Regions from separate parts of the Mus musculus genome. Here region 2 is linked to region 1. Evidence: chromatin contacts called from public HiChIP or PLAC-seq data. All regions are on one chromosome and are shown on one strand. The core of a region is the stretch at or near the end of the contact, and the rest is flanking DNA. Distances in the headings are between cores, read along the strand shown.

Region 1 (6,003 bases), core at 2,426-4,925:
CTGCAGAGGCATGCAAGAATACGACCGCTCTCGGGAGTCAGTTCCCTCCTTCCACAGTGGGAGAACAAACAGCAGGCTTGCCTGGCAAGCTCCTTTACTCATTGAGCCATCTCAATAGCCTATTCAAGGCGTTTTGAACAGACACAGAGAGGCGTCATGGTCTGGTCCCAGTCTAGAAGAAGCTAGCAAATCTCCTGAAGGCAGGCCTCCTGCGGTAGTAGTCCAGGAGGAGACATCAAATACCTGAGGAAAGGCAAGATGGTGGACCCCAGGTCATGTGGAGTGGGCCAGTTCCTTTGAGTTAGTTTGTAGACACGTCATCGAGAGACAGACCCCACCCTCCCCACCATCTCTGGACCACCCCTGACAGCTGCAGATCCCTGCAGTGTGAGTTCTGCTCACACAGGCCGACATGCCACCTCCACGAACCAAGGCTGAGGCTGGTGGGGAAAAACAATGCCCCTACACGTTTTAGATCTACTCAATGTTCTGTGCTCGCACAATGCTTCCAGGTGTGATCTGCAGCCATGCCATGACCCTGGGAAGGAAGAGGTTGCCTGCTGCTTCGGGAATGTAGACCCCAGGGCTCAGAGAAGAGAAGCACCCTGCCCACGGCTGTTTGGCTGCAGATAGCCTAATTTTTGGAGCTCACCCTGATCACATTGCCCCACACCTTCTTGGCAGACAGACTGCAGACTTGTTGGGCATTTAGGGGGACCATGTCTCTCCAAGGGCATCTGGTGTTCCTGTTCCCCCAAGGACCACGTGCCCTGAAATTAGGAGGCTGCTTCTCCTCCTGACATGCCTGCACTGGGCAGGACTCTGGATGGGCATTGGGCATCTCTGTTTTCCTTGGCTGCTGGGAGTGGGGTGCATGCCCATACTATGGGTTCTGCAGCATCTGCAGGGAGTACCTTCCAGAGGTAGCTAGGGCTTAAAATGCGTCTACATCTGCAGTTGTCAGCCTGGCTTTCCTGCTCCGAGCCACTCCCTCCCTGCAGATCCTGCCACTGTCCTGGCTGCTTGCCCCACTAATTTCAGTGCTGAGGCCCTCCCCACTGCTGATCCCTGGCTTTCCCTTTCCTCCACTCCATGGCACCCGGTATTTCTGCATTTCCTTGGCACCCCGTACTTCCCAGGCTCCGAATTTCCTTGGGTTACACAGGATGTCTAAAGTAACACCTGGTCCTGAGGACCTGAGTCTACATTCAATTCTGCTACTTATGTACTGTGACCACGTGACCTTGGGCTCGCGGTCTCTACTTCCCCAATATGACCCTGTGAGTTGAACCCAGTACTGTCAGAATTCTTCTCTGTGCTGTCTATGCCAGTCCTCTCTCGTTTCTCTTCCCCCTGCTCTGAGCTTCCTGTGTGTTTACCATCCCTGTCTCTCTGTTCCATGTGTTTAAAGGTCTAGCTAGCTAGCCACACTGATATAACGTGTGTGTGCCTGAGGATCCGGAGATGGACCATGTGAACTTGGATCACTTGGAACTGGAGTTACAGGCAGTGTGAGCTGCCTGGTGTGGATGCTGGGAACTAAGCCCAGGTCCTCTTGAAGGGCACCAAGTGCTCTTAACCGCGGATCTGTCTCTCCAGCCCTGCATGTGGTGTTTGTATCACTCAGCTAGTCTCTGAACTCCCTGAGAGCAGACATGGTTATCTATGGCACTAATCTGCAAGGCTGTCATAAATTATGACATGATAATGAATTAATCACCAAGGACCACACATGCACTGAAATTAGGAGCCTGCTTCTCCTGACATGCCTGCACTGGGCAGGACTCTGATTGGGCATTGGGCATCTCTGTTTTCCTCAGCTACAGATAGTGGGGTGCATGCCCACATGATGGGCTCTGCAGCTCCTGTAGGGAGTACAAAGAGGCCTTCCAGAGGTTGCTACATGCTTTCATCTGCCTCCAAAGCCCATTCCAGTGCCACAATCAAAAGATGATATCAGAGGACACCCAGAGCTGGTGGTTCTGTTACTGCCATACCTGCTTGGGCAGGGTGGGGGTGGGGGGGGTGGAGGTGGGGGATGGATGGAGGGAAGCCTTTGCCAATAACCTTGGGAAGACAAAGCAGAGATCTGCATCTCCATCTAGTGGATTCACTCAAGGCCGAGCTCAGCAGAGAACCCATTTTCCACCCACTTGTCAAACTCTGGTGTGCACAGGATGCCTGCCTGCCTGCCTACGTGGCTAAGACACTTTCCCCTTAAGCAATTAGATCTGGGAGTGCTAGAGAGACAGCTCAGTTGGTAAAGTGCTTGCCTTTCAAACAAGAAGAGAGTGTTCCATCTCCACAGTCCATGTTTAGAAGGGGGTGGGGAGCTAGAGAGAAGACTCCATCGAGAGCTGCTCCTGCAGAGGATTTAGTTCCCAGCACCCACATCAGTGGCTCACAACCCTGTAATCCAGGCGAATCCAACACCCAGCGCCTTTTTGTGTTTTTATTTCTGTGGGCACAAGGCACAGAGACACACAGATTAAGAGAGAGAGAGAGAGAGAGAGAGAGAGAGAGAGAGAGAGAGAGAATGAAAGAAACCAAGAATTAGTAATTTATGCTTGTAATCCCAACACTGGGAAGTAAAGACAGGTGAATCCCTGAGACTCACTGGCCAACCAACACACACACACACACACACACACACACACACACACACACACACAGAGAGAGAGAGAGAGAGAGAGAGAGAGAGAGAGAAAGACAGAGAGAGAGACAGACAGACAGACAGACAGACAGAGACAGAGAGAGAGAGAGAGAGAGAGAGAGAGAGAGAGAGATTTGTTCCAACACATCACATTAACTTCATTCAGAAACAGACCTAGAAGGGACCAGAGCTTTGCTCAAGGTCAGAGTTGACTAGAGTCTGGGACAGTCTCCTATTCTTCCTGGTGTGCATACCTGCCAGCAAGGCAGGTCAGGGAGCAAAAGGGAGGCAACTTCAGGGAGGACCACGGAGTCTGCCCACTGCTCACTGGAGCCTTCCAGATTGATCCTGGAGATTGATTGCCTGCTGTGGGGTGGGAGAAGGAGGAAGTGGCTTTGGGCTGTTCTTCAGCACCTGGAAGAACCAGCTTCCAGCTTCCCAGAGCCGGGTTTCTTTGTCTTCTGTGTCCCTTCATCTCTTCTCTCTGTGTCCACTAGCTGGTAGAGGGCCATGCTTAACATCTTCCAATCTGGGAACCTAGGACCAGAGACACCGAGCCTGCGGACAAGGGTTTCCAAGGACCCACTGTTCTAGGTGGTCTGATGGCAGGGGCCATCATCAGCCGGGGGCCTCTCAGCAGAGGAGAGGACCATGGGATCAGGCAGTTGCTTTCCTATCCTTCAGTGAGCTGCAAGGTGGCCTACGGGCTCCCAGACCTCAGATCTAAGGGTAGGAGTAGTGTAGAGTACCTACCAGAGAGTACAGGATGAGAAAGAGAACCTTGTGTACCTCAAATTTCAGCTAAGGGGCACCTGAGGCTGAAGGGACGCGGGAAGCTTTGAAGGAGAAGAGGTCTAGGGTTCGGTGCACGAGGCCTGGCGAGGCCAGGGAGCTGGGAGGAGAGCCCATCGCTCGGCTCCTCCCAGAGGCCGCCCTGCCCCGCCCCTGCCGGGACAGCCTGGGCGGGGACCCGCGACAGGAGGGCGCGCCGCTCTGGGTTCTCCAGGTGCAGTTCCCAGGCGCTTGGGGGCCCGCGCTGGCCTGGGAGGAGTAGCCCGTCTCGGATCTGCTCTTGCTGCGTCTCTACGCCCTATCCACTGGACGCCAGTGAGCCTCAGAATTCAGGTAACCGAGGGCGGAACTCCCGGCCAGTGTCCCCCACGGGTCCCCGTCCTCACGCTCCTATTCTCTGCCACTGAGCCACGGAGCCCGGGTGCTACTTGAAGACGGATCTTGAAAGTTTGCTCTTGGACGGTGGTGCATCAGGCAACTGCCAAGCAGACATTTGCACCCGCGCACCCCGAGCCCACGTGAAGAGGGGAGGCCTTTTCCCCAGCCTTTCTAAGTACCAGTTTTTCTCTTAATTATTCAACGAAACAGACACCCTCCCCATCCTGGCTCTCCATCCCTTAAAAAAAAAAAAAAAAAAAAGTCCTGGGATGGAATTTGACAGTAATTCTTAAGCTTTAGCGATGTTTATATGTGTACTTCCCGCCTCCTCTCGCCAGACGCACGCTATGAACCAGTCAGATAGTGTGCGGGTAAGGTGGTACAGTTTTGTGCCCAAGGAGGTAGCTCTGCGCCCTGATAAAGAGGGTAACCAGACACAGGAAGCTGGGGTTTTTTCCCCTCTCTTTTCTTTTTTCTTTTCCTTTCCTTTCCTTTTTCTTTTCTTCTCTTCTCTCATCTCCCCTCCCTCCCCTCCTTTTTCCTTTCCTTTCCTTCCCTTCCCTTCCCTTTCCCCTTCCCCTTCCCCTTCCCCTTCCCCTTCCCCTTCCCCTTCCCCTTCCCTTTTCCTGTCTCATTCTGTTTGGTCAGGCCGGGTCCTTATTGACGCCCATCCCAGCACTCTCAAAACCCAGACTGAGGAGCCTATGCCCTGAGGTGGGTGGGCTGCAGCCTACAGGTGCAGAGCACTGGAGCCCACAAAATTCTTGGTGGAAAGAAGAAAGCCGCGCCTTCCCCCAGAGCCAGAAAGAAGAGAGGGGAGACTGGGTGGATCCTAAAGCAGCCATCATGGCTGACATGGACACCCCAATTTCACTTTTCCGCGGGGGGAAAAACCAAGCAGATGGTAGCTGAAGAAAGAAAGGTGACTCCAAAAGGTTAAAGCATTTGACCCAAGCACAGTGGTGGGCCTCAGCCATGGTCTCTTAGACCAGGGGCTTCTGCATTTTAAAAGATTACTATATTTCTTTATTATTGTGCTTGGTAGTGGGGTACATGTGGAAATCAGAAGACAAGTTGCAGGGGTCATGTGGGGCCTGGGGATTGAACTGGGTTGTCAGGCTTGGTAGCAAGCACAGTCTCCCACTGAGCCATTTTGCTGGTCCTTTTCTGGTTATGCCCTTGACTGGCAGGAGCCAGTTGCTCCCTTGACGTCCAGGAGTGTGCAAGGTGAGGGCACTTTCAAATAGAATCCAAATCCCCTTAGGAAAGTCTGCCAAACCCCTACCAGCCCCTTGGTAAGCTCCCCTGACAGCAGGAGGGAGGCAGGACCTGCGGTCCCTTCTGTATCCATAGTACTTGGCACAGGGAAGAAACAGAGCCAGACCATCGTGAGTTAACCAGACACGGGTGAGTTCTTTTTCCAGTAGACAGGACTCTGCCCTGGAAGATCAGGAAGGACGTTTGAAAGCTAGCACCAGAAAACTGTGGACACACTCCCAGATGCCTTCACACTCTGCCCCTACTTGGAGCAACTTCTTTCTTAATCCAGTATATAAAACTATAATTATTCATCTTACTTCTTGTATAGCCAAGGAAGAGCAGGGTGCTGGGTGAAGTGGACAGCCTGTCCCTCGCCTGAGCTGGAGGGTGAGAGACTTCCACTCACCTAGTGGACTTCCTCCTCACTCCTCAAAGGGTCTCATTTGAAAACATTAATTACTATTGCCTCTCCTGGATTCTTACCACCCTGCAGGGTTGCCAGGGAGGGGGAAGGGATTTGCTTTTCTTGCCTTAGTTTCCCCTAGTGATAAATAAAGTTTTATGAGTAGGTGGGTGCTCTGAAGACATCTGCATGCTGCAGAGCACACCCGACAGGAGACATGTATGCATGTGTGCGCGCGCGTGTGTGTATGTGTGTGTGTGTGTGCGTGTGGGGGGGGGGGGCTTCTCTAGGTGAGCTTTATGTCTCCCTTGAGCTGTAGCCGCATCTTAGCATTCCTCAGAGAGTAGACCTCACCAGATGCACACAGTAGCTTTGTAAGAAGTATTCACTGATGGAAAGTAATCTCTACAGGAAGAAAACTTGCCAGAATTCATGAGACCTGCAGAGCCTTGACCCTCTCTCCTTCTTTCTTCCCATGTAAGGAGAGGAACACCCAGCCATAGAACCAGGAAAGGAG
Region 2 (6,003 bases), core at 1,536-4,035, 200 kb before region 1:
GTCTGACCTTAAGCTGTACTGCAGAGCAATTGTGATAAAAACTGCATGGTACTGGTACAGTGACAGACAGGTAGATCAATGGAATAGAATTGAAGACCCAAAAATGAATACACACACCTATGGTCACTTGATCTTTGACAAGGAAGCTAAAACCATCCAGTGGAAAAATGATAGCATTTTCAACAAATGGTGTTGACACAACTGGCGGTTATCATGTAGAAGAAGGCAAATTGATCCATTCTTATCTCCTTGTACAAAGCTCAAGTCTAAGTGGATCAAAGACCTCCACATAAAACCAGAGACACTGAAATTTATAGATAAGAAAGTGGGGAAAAGTCTCGAAGATATGGGCACAGGGGAAAAATTCCTAAACAGGACAGCAATGGCTTGTACTGCAAGATCAAGAATTTTTTGACAAATGGGACCTCATAAAATTGCAAAGCGTCTGTAAGGCAAAAGACACTGTCAATAAGACAAAAAGGCCACCAACAGATTGGGAAAGGATTTTTACCAATCCTACATCTGATAGGGGACTAATATCTAATATATACAAAGAGTTCAAGAAGCTGGACTCCAGAAATTCAAATAACCCCATTAAAAATGGGGTAATAGCTAAACAAAGAATTCTCAACTGAGAAATACCGAATGGCTGAGAAGCACCTGAAAAACTGTTCAACATCCTTAATCATCAGGGAAATGCAAATCAACAACCCTGAGATTCCACCTTACACCAGTCAGAATGGCTAAGATAAAAAATTCAGGTGACAGCAGATGCTGGCGAGGATGTGGAGAAAGAGGAACACTTCTCCATTGCTGGTGGGATTGCAAGCTTATACAACCACTCTGGAAATCAGTCTGGAGGTTTCTCAGAAAATTGGACATAGTACTACCGGAAGATCCAGCAATACCTCTCCTGGGCATACACCCAGAAGATGTTCCAACTGGTAATAAGGACACATGCTCCACTATGTTCATAGCAGCCCTATTTATAATAGCCTGAAGCTGGAAAAAACCCAGATGTCCCTCAACAGAGGAATGGATACAGAAAATGTGATACATTTACACAATGGAGTACTACTCAGCTATTAAAAACAATGAATTTATGAATTTCTTGGGCAAATGGAGGTATCCGGAGGATATCATCCTGAGTGAGGTAACCCAATCACAAAAGAAGTCACTAGATATGCACTCACTGATAAGTGATATTAGCCCAGAAACTTAGAATACCCAAGATACAACTTGCAAAACACAAGAAAATCAAGAAGGAGGATCAACGGGTGGATACTTCATTCCTCCTTAGAATAGGGAACAAAATACCCATGAAAGGAGTTACAGAGACAAAGTTTGGAGCTATGATGAAAGGATGGACTATCCAGAGACTACTCCACCCGGGGATCCATCCCATAATCAGCCACCAAACCCAGACACTATTGCATATGTCAGCAAGATTTTGCTGAAAGGACCCTGATATAGCTGTTTTGAGTGAGGCTATGCCAGTGCCTGGCAAATATAGAAGTGGATGCTCACAGTCATCTATAGGATGGAACACAGGGCCCCCAATGGAGGAGTTAGAGAAAGTACCCAAGGAGCTGAAGGGATCTGTAACCCTATAGGTAGAACAACAAGATGAACTAACCAGTACCCCCAGAGCTCATGTCTCTAGCTGCATATGTAGCAGAAGATGGCCTAGTCGACCATCACTGGGACGAGAGGCCCCTAGGTTTTGCAAACTTTATAATGCCCCAGTACAGGGGAACGGCAGGGCCAAGAATTGGGAGTGGGTGGGTAGGGGAGCATGGCAGGGGAGGGAATAGGGAACTTGCATTTGAAATGTATATAAAGAAAATATCTAATAAAATAAAATTAAAAAAATAAAAGAAAATAATAATAAAAAAGATATCATCTCTGCTGATCCTGGTTTCTATAGCATTTTGAAGGTGAAGAGACTCCAGTGTTAAGTTAGTAACTGGCTAATGTAGTAGAGCAGTGGAGTTCATCTAACCCTAAATAATGTTTACAAAATGACTAAAGTGCTTAGTCTACAGAGACTGAGGTCCTGGGCTGCGGCTGCAGAGGAGGATGGAGGGCTTGCTTAGCATGCACAAAGCCCTGGGACCCATCCACAGCACTGCATCAACTGACCTAGTGTGGTGGTACATCTATAATCCTAGTACCTCAAGAGTGGGTGACAAAGGCAGGAAGATCAGAAGTTTAAGGTCACCCCAATTACATAGCCAGTTGGAGAACAGCCTGGACTATAGGAGAACCTGCTTCAAAAAAGAACCACAGCAAAAAACTGTGATACCCAAAGGTGAAATTCCTGGCAGGGTATCTTAGCAATGACCTCAATTCCTCAATAGAAACTCTAAAAACTCGGAAGGCATGGAATGATGTATTTCAAATTCAGAAATACAAAGACTACCAGCCCAGATTACTTTGTCAAGCAAAGGCACCCTTCATAAATAAAGGGGGAAAAAACCTTCCCATGATGAACAGAAAGTAAAAGAATCCACTTAGACAATGCTATGGAAGATACGTGAAGGAGCTTGACATATAGAACATATAGAAACATCTATGAGGTCACAGTAAAGCACAAGCTGCCTTAGAGCACTAAATAAGAAAATAGCAAACATAAAACCATCAAAGACGGTTCAACACACACAAATCAATAAATGTGTGCATTGAACTTTGGCCTCTAACGTTCTCCTTGGCTTAAAGAATGCAGCCACACCGACTGCGTTTGGTGGGTGTGACTGATTGACTTTCAGTGAACAGGAGGCCCAGCGGGAGGGCTGCTCAGGAGGGCTTGTTCCTTCCACCGCATGCCGCTCCTTGCTGGCGTCTCACACCACAGTCGTCTGGTTTTGAGCAATCTGTTCCTGGAAAGCAGAGGGAAGGAACAGATTGACTCATAGCCTGTGTGTGGCCAAGCGATTTATTTTTAATGTGACTAAACAAGACACACACCTGCCTATGGAAACACAGTCACATTGATGCATTGATGCATCGGGGACTCAGATGGCCATTCAGGCAAGGAAAAGACTGAGGAGGCAGAAAAGAAGTGGGCTAAAGAGAGAGGAGGAATGGGAGAACAGACAAAGAAAGAAGAGAACAGAAGAGAGGAGGGAGGAAGGGGAGGTGGGGGAGGGAGAGAAGAGAAGAGGGGAGGAGAAGAGAGAGAAGATATAGTCTGGGCTAGCTCCTAACAGATGAGTAGCATCGCAAGTGCCCCATATGCCCTTGACTTACCCTTACTGGTACTTAAAATCTCATACTTAGACTGCCTCACCTGTGACTTCACCACAGGCAGCACGCCCCACCCACACAGTGCCAAAGCAGTGGGAGATGCAGATCACTAGACTCCACCCACCATATACACCTCAGCAGGAAAGTACTTGGGAAATAGTTTATGAAGTTGTTTTTCTTTCCTTTTCTTTTCTCTTCTTTTCTTTTTCCTTTAGAGGCATGGAAGCATAAAAGCAAAGTTGATGAGAGCCACTAGCAGCAGGGAAAGGCACAGAGGCACTGTGAAGATAGCTTATTGCTAAGAGCTTGCTTTAGCATGAGGACCTGAATTTAATCCCCAGCAACCAGATGAAAAGGTCAGCCAAGCCGGCACATGCTGATGATGCCAGCAGTGGGAGGCCGGCACAGGTAAAATCCTGAGGTCAGCCAGCCTAGCCTACTTGGAGAAAATCTGTCTCAAACAAACAAACAAACAAACCAAAATCAGCCAACCAACCAAACCAAACCAACCCAACCCAAAACCCTCAAGGTGAATGGCTTCTGAGGATATACCACACACACACACACACACACACACACACACACACACACACACACACACATTCAGGCAGAGAGAAATATACATGCTTTTGACACTCTTCTTCACAATTTTCCTGTTACCACCCGCATCTAAGTATGTGGCACAGGCCATGTGGGTACCACTGTTAACACACAGACCTGGAGTCACATTATAGAGTTGCCGTTCTACAGAGAGGGGATGGATTTCCAGGGGTGTGTACTCTCAACCCTATTTCAGTCAGGTCTCTCAAAGATCTACTGCCCCAGCACAATGTCTGGCATGTAATAAACCCCAGTTGACATACGAAATGGCTGGGAGGAGACATGAGTGTACATGGTCTCACTCCAACCTGCTCCGAAATATTCCACCCACTTCTCTCCAGAGCAGCCTAGGAAACCCGTGGCTTTGGGAAGCTAAGTGCCCCCCTCCCCCACCCCCACCCCCACCCCCCAGCCCAGTTCTCCCCTCTGCTCCCTGAGTTAGAACCACTCTGCTAGTATCTGCATGAGCTGGCAACCAGATCAATCCCCTCCGTATGCTGCCCTTCCTTCCAATGCGCCCTCTCCTTGGTGAAGCTGGGATGCTCCTGAAGGTAAGTGTGACCCGCCCCCGCTGCGGTCTCCTGGTTGGGTTCACAGCTGGAGGCATTCATTCTCCATAGCAACAGCCCATCTTGGTGTCTTCTGGTAATTTTTTCTTTTCTTTTAGCGATTTCATTTCGAGCTCCTCAGCCTGCTTCAGTAGTGTTACAAAAAGAAAAAAACAAAAATGATTATAAAGTCCTCAGCCCATCGGACAGAAAGATCCAGGATGTGCGAGAAGAAATGGATATTCAATCATGGTGGTGAAGCCCCATTACAAGTCTCTACAAGAATTGTCTACAGACACATGTGTGGTATTCCACTGGTCTCCCTAAAAGAACATAGAAAGAAGCAACCCTCCCCAACCGTAACTAACAACCAGCACCCACTGGCCAGATATGTGAGGAAGAGGTTGCCCTGTCCTGGTCAAATCTCAGTAGGGGCAGTGCTCCATAAAGAAGCTTAAGTGCACCCATGTGAAAAGCGCTGCGTGGGAAGCCACCCAGGCAGGCAGCTCCCAGATCCCCAGCTGCCAAAATTTATGAGCAATTGTAGTATAAATTATATCAGTAAGTTGCCACGTGATGTCTGCAGGCGTTGAAAGCATACTCTGGGGGTGAGGAAGGCCCTCTTCTCAGACCCAAGTGTGTTTGTGTCAAAGGCTCCTTCAAGACCCCTCATCTGGAATAGGCTGGGCCCTGGCTCTGTGACAAGGACAAAAGAGAAGGGCAAAGCAGCCAGAGAGTGTAGAAACACTGTGTGTGTCTCTGAGAACAGCGAGAAGGAGAGCCACTTCCAGCAGAGGTTACTTACTGCTTGTCCCACAGCATAGCAATGTCTGCAGTGAGGGGCTGCGTGGATGGCTCAACGGTTAAGAGTATGCACAGCTCTTCCAGAGGGTTGGAGTCCAGTTCTCAACACCCATAGCAGACTGCTTACAAATGTTAGCATTCAGTCTGATCTCCACCCCATAGCTACCTGGCAACAGCCAGGTAGGCCTGGCCCATTATAAAAGGGGCTGCTTGCCCCCTCCTCTATCGCTCTTACTATTGCTTCCCTCTTGCTTCTCTCTTGCCCTCTTGGGCTCTTCCTTTCCCCCTCTCTCCACATGCTCATGGCCATGGCCTGCCTCTACTTCTCTACTCTCTCCCTCTTTCTGCCTTTCTCTGCCTCTACTACTCTCTTAACTCCCCTCCCTATGCCCTGAATAAACTCTATTCTATCCTATACCATCTGTGGCTGGTCCCTCAGGGGGAAGGGATGCCCATAGAGACATTCCCTTCCCCATACCTCACCACACCTTAGAACATATCTTAGACCTCTCTATCTTTTTAATAAACACATCAACAACCACCTGTAACTCCAGCTCTTAGGGATTCAGAGATCTCTTCTGGCCCCTAAGAGCACCTCACTTACAAGCACATGTGCCCCCATTCCCACTCAATGGGAACAGGAAGCAAATGCTCATCTATGGAGAGAAAGCTCTCTCTTACACGGCTCTGTAAGGAGCCCACGCAGCCCCGGGCTTCCGGCTGATTTCTGTTGGATGCTGTATGCATCCGGCTTGATGATGTTTTGCTGACTCTGATACATGGTGTCCTTTTACTCTTGCTTACT

What was found. HiChIP or PLAC-seq counts read pairs in DNA pulled down with a chosen protein or histone mark.
Region 2: an H3K27ac HiChIP or PLAC-seq map of embryonic stem cells shows a contact between it and region 1, with 5 read pairs. The contact joins the enhancer-like site here to the promoter of Paqr5 in region 1. A contact is called at or near these places in 4 of 39 promoter capture datasets (the 3T3-L1 cell line, the SN4741 cell line, embryonic stem cells and 1 more), 1 of 15 datasets of contacts at CTCF or cohesin (the NIH/3T3 cell line), 1 of 484 Hi-C or Micro-C datasets (bone marrow-derived macrophages), 7 of 115 datasets of contacts at active chromatin or transcription factors (craniofacial prominence, embryonic basal ganglia, embryonic stem cells and 1 more) and 3 of 9 other capture datasets (embryonic stem cells, liver and pancreatic islet).

What each region holds. Positions count from the first base shown.
Region 1 is chr9:62,024,462-62,030,464 of GRCm38.p6, reverse strand. It overlaps Paqr5 (progestin and adipoQ receptor family member V), which reads left to right and starts at 3,675. Exons shown (of 8, transcript NM_028748.2): 1 at 3,675-3,778.
Region 2 is chr9:62,219,538-62,225,540 of GRCm38.p6, reverse strand. No RefSeq gene overlaps it. Among named protein-coding and RNA genes, the nearest start is that of A730043L09Rik, 22 kb to the left of the region's middle. Within about 2 kb of position 2,785, at least 35 of the 459 cell types and tissues checked have an H3K27ac peak or open chromatin away from gene starts, as enhancers often do. A contact at or near this core is called in embryonic stem cells, where this site is marked.